2 separate regions of the Macaca mulatta genome follow, and region 2 is linked to region 1. The links are chromatin contacts, called in public Hi-C maps. All regions are on one chromosome and are shown on one strand. The core of a region is the stretch at or near the end of the contact, and the rest is flanking DNA. Distances in the headings are between cores, read along the strand shown.

Region 1 (5,940 bases), core at 1,408-3,907:
TTTTCTAAAATGACCTGGCGCTCATAGTGATTAATCAATGGTTTTAACGAAGTCTTATGAGTTACTATTGGTTTTAACATTTTATATTATACTCCAGTTATGGAAGTTCCAGTTCTTCCTGAATCCCAAACACAGGGCAAGTGCACAGGACCACAGGAGTTTAGAATTAACCAAAGTGACCTGGGCATACGTAGTTTATCCAGGTTTATCACTGATGGGACATTTCCTTGCCCAGAAGTAGTCTCTGAGTCACCATATCATCTGTCTGTTTGGAGAGAGGGCAAGATGGGCTCCAGGTGGCTTCTGAGTTAGTGTGCCAAGCCATTTCCCTCTCTCTTTTGTCACCTCCCCCTTATCCAAACCATCAGCCTTTAAATGCCACCTCCCCAAGGGGCCTTCCCAGACCCCTCCTCCTAGTGATCTCCTCCTCCTTTGTGGTCCCATGGTGCTTACAGCCACCACTGTGCAATTTAGTACTTGAGTAAGCACTGCATTGCATCACTCTCTAATTATTTTGTTTAAGGCTTGTCTCCACAGCTGGGTCATGAGCGTCTGTAATGTTTTTTGTTTGCTTGTTTATTGTTTGTTTTGATGCACCTGGAGACTATTAGCTGATAAACACTGACCTGCAAAGGAGTTAGTCCACATTCTAAAAGCATGCATGAGTTTTATAGATGCCTCATGAAGAACGTAGTTTCTAAAATAAAAATACATTGCATATTCAAAGTACATCCCAGTTTTTGTTTATAAACATTAAAACTCAATTTTAATACTTTGGGAAAAAGAAAGTCACTTAGGCGTTTTGAAATGATTCTTTCCACTTTCTCCCTGTACATTGGTTGGACAGCACTTCCTTTATTTTTATTTCCTGCCGTTGGGGCTCTCTGCCAGCCCCTCCGGAAAGAGCACCTTGTCTCTTTAAGAGTCAGAACTCTACTGATAATCAGGGGACTTTCTGGCAGATTTAAGGCCCTTCTACCCCCCAGAAGCGCCCTTGGTTCTCTGTTGAATATTCATGAGAGGGTGGGGTCACATTTTGTGACCTGAAAAAATCCCATTAATAAATTTGGTATCTGACACAAAAACACTTTAGGGTGAAGAGCGATCTGCGCTGTGCCCATTTAACATCTGATCATACGTTGATGGTCACTTCGCGCTTGTCTCTTTTACAGCCAGAGTAAAGAGGGAATTGTCTGCTCCCCGCTGACCCTGTTGAAATTCAGGCATTTGCTTGATTGGAAATATTACCAATATTCTTTATGGTTTGTAGTAACCTGCATTTAATACACCTCACATCAAAATGTACTTTCAAGTAAAACTCCTGGAATTACTGGGTCAGATTTTGTTGCCTTTTTTTTTTTTTTTTTTTTTTTTTGAGGGCAAATAGGTATTCATTGATGTCACATTATTCCTTTTCCTCTAATATTTTGAGAAAAAGAATAAAAATGTGTGTGTGGATTTTGTGTGTGTGTCTTTAAAAAAATATACAGGCCAGGAAGTTTTTCTCCAAGTTTGAAGGTGGTAAATAGGTGATTTTTTAGAGTCGCCGAAACGGACTAGATTAACCTGACGCTTAAATCGTGTCAGTTGAGCCAACAAAGTTTAGCATATTGTTGACTTTTTAAAAAAAACACTGTAACTCAGCTTTCAATAGCCTGAAAGAGCAGTGACTATTTCTAATAGAGAAGGTCATCCTAAAGTGCTTATTGAGAGTAGGTTTTGTTGTTGCTATTGTTGTATAAATAAGAAAGGAATTTAAAGAATTATTTCTTAGCAAACGTGTGGCAGATGCTTTCTTCGGCAGCTGTCGTTCTAGAGGGGAAGTTGCCTGGTTCAGCGACGAGGCACGTTGTTATTTATTTCCACCCCGCGTCGGCTTAGTTTTCCTCGGTGCGCACTGGCACACTTTGGCGAGCCCGACTCTGGGAAAGAAAGGGGTGTGGGGAGGCCGAGGCTCTGTGAAACCCCCGACGTGAAGCGAAAGTTCTCCTCCCAGGGCGGTTTTCGAGGAAAGCGCTTCTCTGCGCTGTCTGGGAGACCCACGTCCCCTCCCGAAGCCGAACAGTTGCTTGGAGCTGTCGGCTTGGCGCCGCCAGCGCCAGGTGCCCCTCTTCGGCCTCCCGGGTTTCTCGGAAAGGTTAGGACAACTCTTTGTCAGTTTCAAAGACGAAACAAACACGCCGCCCCGCCGGCAGCCCCGGCCCCGCAGAGCCCCGGCCAGAGGGAGCGGTGCGCGCCGAGCCCGGCCGACCCAGACGTCAGCCGGAGGCGGGTCACCGGGTTAACAGCTATTAAGTGGAGTTGCTCTCCAGACAAAAGCAGGGTTGCACCCGAGCGTGATTTCACCTGCCGCGCGGAGGGGGCCGGGGCGCGCGGGCGCGGGGCGCGGGCCGCGGAGCCCATTGTGTGGGGCGCGGCGCGGCGCGGCGCGGGGTGTTTAGAGGCGGGTTGTGATTGGTGGAGCAGGGCGGGGCGGGTGGGCGCGGCGCGGCGCGTCTTGTCAGCCCGCGAGCCGGAGCGCCCCTGCGCGCGTGCAGTCCGCCTGCACGCCGAGGCCGCCGGACCCCACGCCCGGCCCGCGCGGGCGCCCCGAGCCCGGCTCCGCGCGCCTGGCGGCTACATGGAGAGTGTCAGGTTGGTCCTTCTGATTGATCTTTGCCGGTTTCGCTCTCCTTCCCCCGGCTCCGCGGCGCCCGCTTCCTGGGGGCCTCGCTGGGGAAGGCAGGAGAGCCCGAGGGTTCTGAAGTTGAGTCTTTTAAAAAATCATCCTCATCCTCGCTGTTTACCAACTTGGGTAGGAGTTGCGCTCTGGAAGTGGAGGCGGGGAGGGAGGAGAGGGGTAAGAAGGAGCTGCAGGCCTGTGGGTCCTGGAGAGAGATCCCCCCCCCACCCTTGCTCTCTGGCTCACACTCTCGCTCTCTTTTTTTAAATGTTCATGGGTGGGGTGTAGTTGAGAGTTGGAGGAAGTCCTGCTTGTGTGTTTCTCTCTCTCTCTTTTTCGTTTGCGATTCATTTTCTGCCGGTCTGGCCTTCACGCAGCCACTTTGGTGAAGCCCTCGCCATCACTCCATTCGGGGGACGTATCTGGGGTGTGATTTCTGTCACTTTCAGAGCGTGTGAAATATACAAGGAGCCTTCCATCTCAATGTAACCCATGTGGATGTTTCTTTGCTTCTGATAGTTTGTTTCTATATCTGTCTAGGCTATTTTCAGCTTAGCTGTTCAAATTCGAGGAGTTCACACACAGTAAAGGGGGAGGGAGAGGCACAGAGCCCCACACCGGAGCAGGCGAGCGAGCGAATGGAACACTCTGGCAGGTTGGGGATTCTAAGCCTCTGTTGCATTACTTGGCTGGTTAATTAAGTAGTGAGCGGGGTTTGGGTTTGGACGTGCAGCAGACTGAGGAATTGCCACGGGGTACTCCCAGCTGAATCGGCTCTGAATGTAGCTAACTCAACTGTCAGAACTGCATGAAAGACGGTCAGTGGAAACGGGACTTTTATTTCCCCCCTCCCCAAGTGTGGTGATGGGAAGGAGAGGACCTTTAGGAAGTGGGTGGTAAAGTTTTAGAGCAAAGTACATATAGACTCTTCCTCTTTGGGATTAACTCCTTCAAGTCCTGACAGTTAAAAGTAAAATATCTAGTAATTTTATATTTTTGTCCAAACAAATCAAATGTTCTAATCAAACCAATTTAAAAATGCAAATCACCTCATTTCCATAGATTCCAGCATTCTAAAAGTGACACATTTGGGGGAAAAATTAAGCCTGATAACAGGAAATGTGAATCATACTATCAATGACTAATCTGCTTAAGAAAAAAAAATAAGTTACATTTATTTTATCATTAGGAAGGCAGTGTTAAGCCAAATTTTTTAAAGTTTAAAGCAAGTGCATTTTTATTTTAAAAGCGGCCCTGTTTTGCTGTTTTTATTTGTTTGTTTTCATATAATGAGTTTTCCAAGAGGAATGTATATATGCAATCAGAGGTGGTTTATGTGGTAAAGAGCGCAAGCTAGCATGTTAGTGCCAAAGAGCTGGAACATGATCACATTAAGATTCTAGTTTAGGGTTTGATGTGTGTGTTGCTGTTACTGTTGTTTAAAAGAATACAAAGCTTCCTTGGTTATTAAGATTGACCACTAAGTAAATCAGTTGAAGACTGAAGCACGTTGTCCTAATTGATGCCCTTTGCATAAATTGAAAAAAGGTCTGTATCTATTTTAATGTGATTCTTTGTAGCTGCCTGACACATTTCAGTGAAAAGTGTGTAAAAATGAAACCAAAATACAGACTGCCTACCCAGAGACACTGGCTGACTTACTGTAGGATGTGATAGAGCTGAACTGAAAACGCATTGGGCTGACACTTGATAATCAAAGTTGATTTATTGTTCATTAGTACTGCATTAGCCCTTTCAGGCAAGACAGTTATTTGTGTAGTGGCCTGTCAAGAGTGAGACTGCAAGCACCTGTCATTTCTAAGGCATGAGATAAGCAACCAAATATTAAGAAGATGCAAATAAAAATAAATTTGACTAGGTAAAGGGGCACATAGTAATACATTTTTTTCTTTAAAAAAATAGTATGGATCAATACCAGCCCGTAAGAAAGAAATCTATTGAGGATTATTTTTTAACCCAAAGAACGACTTACAGAAGGAAAGTAATGGGCTTTATATTCACCCGTTTGCCTTAAGAACTTTGTTTCCTGCCCAAATGTTTAGCTTGTCTGACAAAAAGTTGGTTAGTTAAGGAAATGAGAAGCATAACATGTCAATTATCTAATCCGAGTAATTTAGGTAAGGTAGGTTTTTGTTTGTGTTGTGTTAATGAATATTTTATTAAATGAAACTTGTAAGCATGGGTTGATTACATGAAAATGTGATGGCATCATGGCTAAGCTATGATAATGTCGGCTAATAATGTCAAGTGCATTTTCTGCAACATGTATCACTCTCGATTTTTTTCTTCTTTCCCTGGAAGGGAATGATCTCATGACATATAATAGAAAACAACCTAAGTGTCAAAAGAAAACAAAATTAGCGAACTTTTGTCTGCAGCCATAGAAACGCGGATTAACTCATATTTTTCCAGGGATGGAATGGAAACATTCTGCATGAGGATATATAGTGTATTGTCTTCTCTGAATTTTCATTTGACAGGGATTTTAGAGGCTGTGATCTTAATTAAATCTCAACTAGCTGAAATAATGCATCTAAAGGCATGCAGTGTTGCGTAACCTTGCTCAGTTGGTAAACCATAAATCATCAGAAAGCTTATGATAGGAATGGTTGGTTTGAATTTTTTTTGTTGTTGTTTGCAGTTAAATGTACCTTGAAAAACAAAACCCTCACCATCACTGCCTTGCATGTACACGTTGTCAGGACCTGTCACTTGAAAGATAAACTCTTTTATGACACTGACCAGTTCTACAACTTCTTAGCCAACCTCCACACAATTGGAAGATACCGTGAAATTAAAATCGAGATTAATTAAAAACAATGAAAGTTCAGGTTTGTCTTGGTTAATGTGGCAGAAACATTGTTTGAGTTACTATGTTTCTGAGACAATCAGGAGAGAGTGTTGTGACTAGCTTCTCAGTCTGTACTAAAATTTGAGTAAAATTTGAATTGACAAAATGAAGGTTGGAGGAATTTATTTTATTATGTGGTTTAGTTGTAGATGAACATCACTAAAGAGAACCTGAAAACCATGTTCTTGGTAACTGGGCAAATATAGTGGTCAGTTAGATTCCACTTCAGGTAGTTCATCATTCCTTGATTTGCAAACAAGGGATAATGTAGCAACAGTTGATCGAGAAGGTTAGAGTAAATAAATACATAAATCGTGTCTCTCTGTGTGTTACATTTTAAAATATGCATTTAATGACAAGGAATTATTAAACAGCTTTATTAACTGTCTAGGTTTCATAAATTATA
Region 2 (5,940 bases), core at 2,370-4,869, 520 kb before region 1:
GTTAATTCAGCGTATGGAATTTCCAGTGATGTCAAAGAGTTGTTGGCAGTATTAACTGAGTTGACATAAAGCTTTTAGATCAGTGCCTAGGTCATAGTAAGTATTTAATAAATGTTAGATATTATTATTGACAGCTGTAGACTGTGAGCTCCTCAAGGGCAGGAATTTTATTTATTTTTTCATCCCTCTGTGCCCACTCTGTGGTCTAGAACACAGTAGGCATGCCATTAAGGCCTTTATGTCTTGACAAACAAGACATGGAACCCTAGCCTCTAGAAAGCTAGGACATTCCATACAAGCTAAAATGCATTTTGTCTAGATTCTAGTCTAAAAGATTCAGTGAACAGTCTTGACTGGATAGCATGGAACTTTATGCAGCATGCATGCAACGCGAATTCTACCAGGCTGGAATTACCTTAGCAGCATCTCTTTCTTTTATTCTGTAGCATCAGCGAATGGCTTTATTTTTTTTTTTAACTTGCGAAAGATACAATTTTAAACCGATAGTCTTATGCTACCCTTGAAATAGAGATTTACATTCTTCTGTAAATGAATGTTTAACAGTATTTGTAAAGGGGCATTACCCGAAAGAATTTGTAATAACCTTTTCAGGATATTATCTACAACTGTGCTGATCTCAAGACCAAAGGGACAGTAAGCCTCTCCCCTCCTCGCAAGGGGAAGTACTTTGTAGGAATCCACAAGGGTGACTTTTAATATATTCTCATAAAGAATTGGCCTGGTGTACACCATCCAGCCAGTAGCTGGAAATGCTGGTTTGGGAGTCTGGCCACTTCTGTGGTGATGGGTCTGAAATAATTTACTTCTGTTAACAACAACAACAACAACAACAAGACAGAGTTCTTACAGCTTTCCAAGTCACGTTTCAGAAACACATACTCTGCTTCCTTCTTTATGCGTATTGACAAAAGTGAAAGAAATACTAGTGTCTTTTGTTTTATGTATGTATATTTCAAAACATTTAATTCAGTCTCTTAGTTTATTCCTTAGAATTTCTAAATTCAACCAAACTTCAAAAACCGCAAAAAGAAAAAAAAAAATCTCACCTTTTCAAAGAATTGGACAAAGCTTTTTGCACGTGACTGATCACTGGGCGAGCAGGTAATTTGTGTTAAACAACGGACTGACATGCTAGCCCCCAGGCGTTTTCCTAAGAGGAACCGTGGCAAGAACACAGTTCCTGATGCAGCCACTTTCCCCCAAAGTGGACTCGACTGCACATTCCTGCAGTGGCTCTGACAAGGAAGGGGGCAGAAGCTCGTCCCTCATTCACACTCTCCTGATTCCGAGAAACGGGAGAAAACCCCTCGCTGGCTGGCGGGGTTTCTGTTTTCCTTGCAAACAGGGGTTTGTCCTTCTGCTGAACTTTCACCTCCCGAACTCGCCTTCTTTCATTGGACAAAGTGCAGAAAGAAAGAGGATAGACCGAGGGAGGACAGGAGAGGAGAAAGGGGGTTGAAAACACCACCTCCCACCTCTCTCTCCTTCAACTGTCACTGATGGCAAAACACTTTCACTTTTAACTGGAGGAAACTCACATCCTAGGCTATCCTCTCCCCTCCCTTTCATATTTTAAGCTAAGAATCCAAGCAAATAGCCATCGCATTCCCATCTTCGTCCGTAGTTAACACTCTCCCTTCTCGTTTTTTCCGCTGTCTGAATGGGCCCCCCCATTTCCCATCTCCTGAGGAATCTCCCCCTCCGCCCCCATGCCCCTTATTTTCCAGGTCTTTCCTGCCAGATCCCTCTGTTGCCAGGGACTGCTCTGGCGTTCCCTTCCTCTCTCTGGTCCGCGGGGCTCTGCCTCCCTCTCCTCTTCCCAATTCAGCCTGGACGCCCCTCACTTCCCCCTCCCTGGATCCCTCCCCCCAACCCCCGCCCCCCATTCTTTGGCAATTGCGATTTTTTTTTTTTTTTTTCTGGGAGCCCGGTTGTTTACCCAGCAGGTGGATGTGACGTCAGGGACGCACAACAGCAAAAAATAACAACATCTCCCTCCGCGACGTGTTGGCCTCTCTCGCGCGCCTTATTTATTTATTTGTTCCGGGATGTCGGGGGGGGAGGGGGGTGGGTGCCAGCGCCCCAGAGAACGGCAAAGAGGGAGGCGCTGGCGCTCGGGGGTCCGCTGGGGTGCCCGGCGGGTTGCGTGAGGCGGAGACGGGACCCCTGCGGGAGGCCGAGGATCGGGCCGGGGGGCGCCCCCGGGCCGCTGCTGCCCGCGCCTCTGCCGCCGCCGCCGCCGCCGCCACCGGCGCTGGCTGGGCTCCGGGAAGCTAGTCCGGAGCGGAGGAATCTATTGTTATTTATTGTGTGGCGGTTGCACGCTGTACTCGCGGCGGCCCGGCCCTCGCCCGGGAGTGCGTGTGTGCGCGCGTGTGTGCGCGAGTGAGTGTGTGCGCGGGGTGCGCGCGCGGGCGGGAGTGGGCGCGCGCGGGGAAAGGCCCGAAAACACCTTAGTTTGCACCGAGAGACCATTTGCAGCGGGTGAGTTTGTATTTTTCCATTTCTGCTCCACTTTTTCCCAAGCCGCCTCCTGTCTTGTTTCCGCCACTTTAAACAACAACAACAACCAGCACAAAAAAAAAAAAAGAAAGAAAGAAAGAAAAAGAAAAAAATGGAAAAAAAAAACAACTACTTTCCATCTCCAGGCTCCACGTGCATCTCCCCCAGCCCTCCCTTCTCTTCCTCTCCCCCCGGGTCGGGGCCCAGCTCTGGGATGGGTGGGGGCTGCGGGCCGGCGCGCGGGTGGAGGGAGCTCCGGCGGCGCCCGCACCCTTTGGGTTTATTTGCATAAGTCAAATGGGGGCGGGGGCGGTGGCGGTGGCGACTGCGAGGAGGCGAGATTGCCTCCCCGTAGGCCCCTTCACGCCTCTCTCTGCGCTCTCCACGATCGCCTTGGGGAGAGAAATCAATAAGCCCAGGCCGCCTGGCGCAACTTTAGATGCCCGGCGTTGGCGTTCGGTGGCCGCCTGGGCGCTGGGCCGGTGCGGGGTCCCGGGTCCTGGCCGCGGCGGGAGGGGGCGCGCGCCAGGCGCCTCCTAGGCCCAAAGTTTAGACTTGGAGCAAACTTTTCCCCTTCCGTCTCCGCGGGTGTGTGCCCCCTCGGTGCCCTTGAGCTGCCCCGCGGGCCTCAGCAGACTGACTGTGGCGCCTGGCCCTGGGCCCCGCACTGGGGAACTTCCCCGCTGCCACGCGCGCGTTACCCCGAGAGTCAGCGGCGAGGAAGCTCTCCCGCCACCCCCTCTGAGCCCGGAAAATTCAAACACGCACCTGCGCACCCCCAGCCAGACACGCACCCCTACGCGCGCTCGGCCCCCGCTTTCCCGAGACGAGTCCGCAACAGCAGTGGCCAGATCCACGGGCGGGTGCGGGAGCCGGATGCGCTGCGAGCAGTCGCCGCGCCCGGATCCCTCTCCCTCCATCACACACATTTTCTGATTTTACCCCCCTCTGAAGCTTGGGGAACGGGGAAATTTCCCAAGCTCCGATTTGTCCTGCGACGCGCGCGTGTCGCCTTGTTCCTCTGGCCCTGTCCTGGCGGCCGATGGCTCTCCGTCCCTGGCTTGCGCGCAGCGTTCCTCCCGAGCTCCCTGCGCTCTATTCCTGTCCCGCCGAGACGACTCCCTGGAGCCAGCGAGCCGAGGCGGCGTGCGCTTCGAGTGGGGACCACGGCGGTGGCGGCGGCGCCGGGAGCCGAGGAGTTTGCCAGTTGCCGCGGGGTCGCGGTCATTTGCTGCCTCCGCCTCCCCTCGCCCCCGCCTCCCGCCTCCCTCCTTTTCAGACAACGTCGCGCTCGGAAACTTAGATTCCTTCTCCTTTTTGGCCCTCGACGAGCCCCCCTCCCCACCTGTTGTGAGCTCCGCCTTGGTCCCGGGAGACTGGCAGTGACACACACGGGCGCTGGGGAGCTCAGCGCCCAGAAACAAAGTCGCATGGCCCCCTCCCAAGTGTTTCCTTCGAAATCGCTGCCTGCAGCCCCCCCATTCCCGCGCAGCTCCCGCCCCCTGTGAGAATAGGACTAAATAAACAGTTGTAACTCCAAACCTTGCGCCCGCGATCGTATCCCTATCCCACCCCCTTCCCCCTATTCCTCCCCCCCTCCTTTTTGTTGTTGCAACTTTGTGAGATCCTGGGGAAGGTGCTGAGACTTTGGCTCGGGCCGATTTCCCGGTCTCGGGATCCTTGCAGGGATTCCCTGAGCCGCATCCTCTCTTCCCTCCACGCGCACTCGCGGGTCCCCGGAGCCCGCTGCCCTCTCTGTCCTGTCCCCTCGGCCTACTCACCCGTCCCGTCCCCTTCAGTTCCCCCCAGCCTGCACGGGGAAGATTTGCTGAGGGTCGCCCCGGTTTCTTGTCGACCGCAGAACCCGAAAGTTTGCAAGAGGAAGAGAGCGCGCGGCGAGCGAGCGAGCGGGCCGGGGGCAGCGGCAGCGGCGCCGGGGACCATGGTGCTGCCGGCGCCTCCTCCGCGGGCGTGAAGGCGGCGCTCCTACTCCCTCCCCGGACTCCGCGGGTAAGTCGAGGCGGCCGCGGGCGCGGGGGCCAGGGACACCGGAGAGCCCCGGGCGGCACTAGAGGTTCTCCGTCCCCAAAGAGCCCGCCGGGGCGGCGCGAGCCTAGCGATAAGGCAACGGGAGCGAGGAATGTGCCCATCCTCAGGCCGGTAGGTGCTTCGAAATACTGGACTTCTTCCCCCCCACCCCCGACCCTTTTTCCCTCTTTCTTTCCTAAACCCGAAAATCTGTAGATCAAAGTTTAGCGTGGAGTGTAAAGTGCTCCGATAAAATATGGTGACATCTTCGCCCCCCTTCTCACCCCACTCCCCTCTTATAACTATTAATTATTTCCAAGTCATTGTGTCCAAATACCCTTGCTGGGCTGATTACAAAGTGTATTGATTTAGTCTGGGCTCATCCTATGCTTTCGTCTTAATTCATTTTCTTTTTGCTCTAACAGAAGACCCAAAATGAAACTTATTTCTTCCTCTTCTCTACCTCCCCACCCCCCAAGCCCTCATCTGTGAGGCTTGGGCAGAATAATGAAATTAATATAAACATTTCATTTGGTTGCATTTGACCTTCTCCAGTCCACTTCTGAGGGGCTGAAATTGCGCTCATATCTGCTCACAGGTATTTTCCAAGTTAGCATTTTCTTTTTTGTCACTGCTCTTTAAACAGGAATGCCGGAGGAGCATTCTGGATTCCCTTTGAAAGGCGTCTGTACATTCAAACCGTCTACACTTCACCATTGGTTGTACGTAGACTTAAGGGTTTAGGACTTGGACAATAGCTGAGTTGAGAAGACCTCAAGGATATTTAAAGGAATTTTTCTGCTACTGAAAATATATTGAAGAACCGCTGCAAAATTTTTCCATTCCATCCCCTTTCCCCCATCCCCGTTTTCCACAGCAAGAATCAATTTGGAGGGAGATGTGTAAACTAGAATTTTAAAAGAAATAGTAAGACTTCAGGTGTTTTCTACCCAGGGAGAGCCTACATAATTGAGAAAGAGGAGTTCTTGCTATTTTTCTGTTCCAGAGAGAAATGTATCAAATCTTTTTTAGAATTCCACTGGAGTTTTGATTCTCAAAGTGGAAATACCCATCCCTTTGGGTCCAGGAAAAGAAAACTCGGCTCACAGTTTCAGAAATTTGGAATGTTTTTTCTCCCCCCTCTCTGTCTTTCTATTTGAAACGTCTTACAATTAAAGAGCAAGAAAAATACAAAAAAGGAACTCAACTAGTTACCATTCAAAAGGTGTCAGCTAAAATCTCACTGCAAAGGGAAAAAAAAAAGGTTTAACATCTTGCCACTGGCTGCATCCCCCACCCCCCTTAGACTTTGGATTAGTCATTGTATGAGAGAGAGGGAGAAAAAAAAAATCACTTTTTTTTTTTTTTTTTTTTGGAAAAGTAAAGTAA

What was found. A called contact is a pair of places that touch in the nucleus more often than the background predicts.
Region 2: a Hi-C map of liver shows a contact between it and region 1, with 4 times the contacts expected there. The contact joins two enhancer-like sites. A contact is called at or near these places in 3 of 14 Hi-C or Micro-C datasets (fetal cortex germinal zone, fetal cortical plate and liver).

The regions. Positions count from the first base shown.
Region 1 is chr2:134,556,493-134,562,432 of T2T-MMU8v2.0, reverse strand. The region is part of intron 5 of FOXP1 (forkhead box P1); the gene reads left to right. Among named protein-coding and RNA genes, the nearest start is that of FOXP1, 430 kb to the left of the region's middle. Within about 2 kb of position 2,657, at least 24 of the 40 cell types and tissues checked have an H3K27ac peak or open chromatin away from gene starts, as enhancers often do. A contact at or near this core is called in liver, where this site is marked.
Region 2 is chr2:135,077,875-135,083,814 of T2T-MMU8v2.0, reverse strand. No RefSeq gene overlaps it. Among named protein-coding and RNA genes, the nearest start is that of MIR1284, 42 kb to the right of the region's middle. Within about 2 kb of position 3,619, at least 24 of the 40 cell types and tissues checked have an H3K27ac peak or open chromatin away from gene starts, as enhancers often do. A contact at or near this core is called in liver, where this site is marked.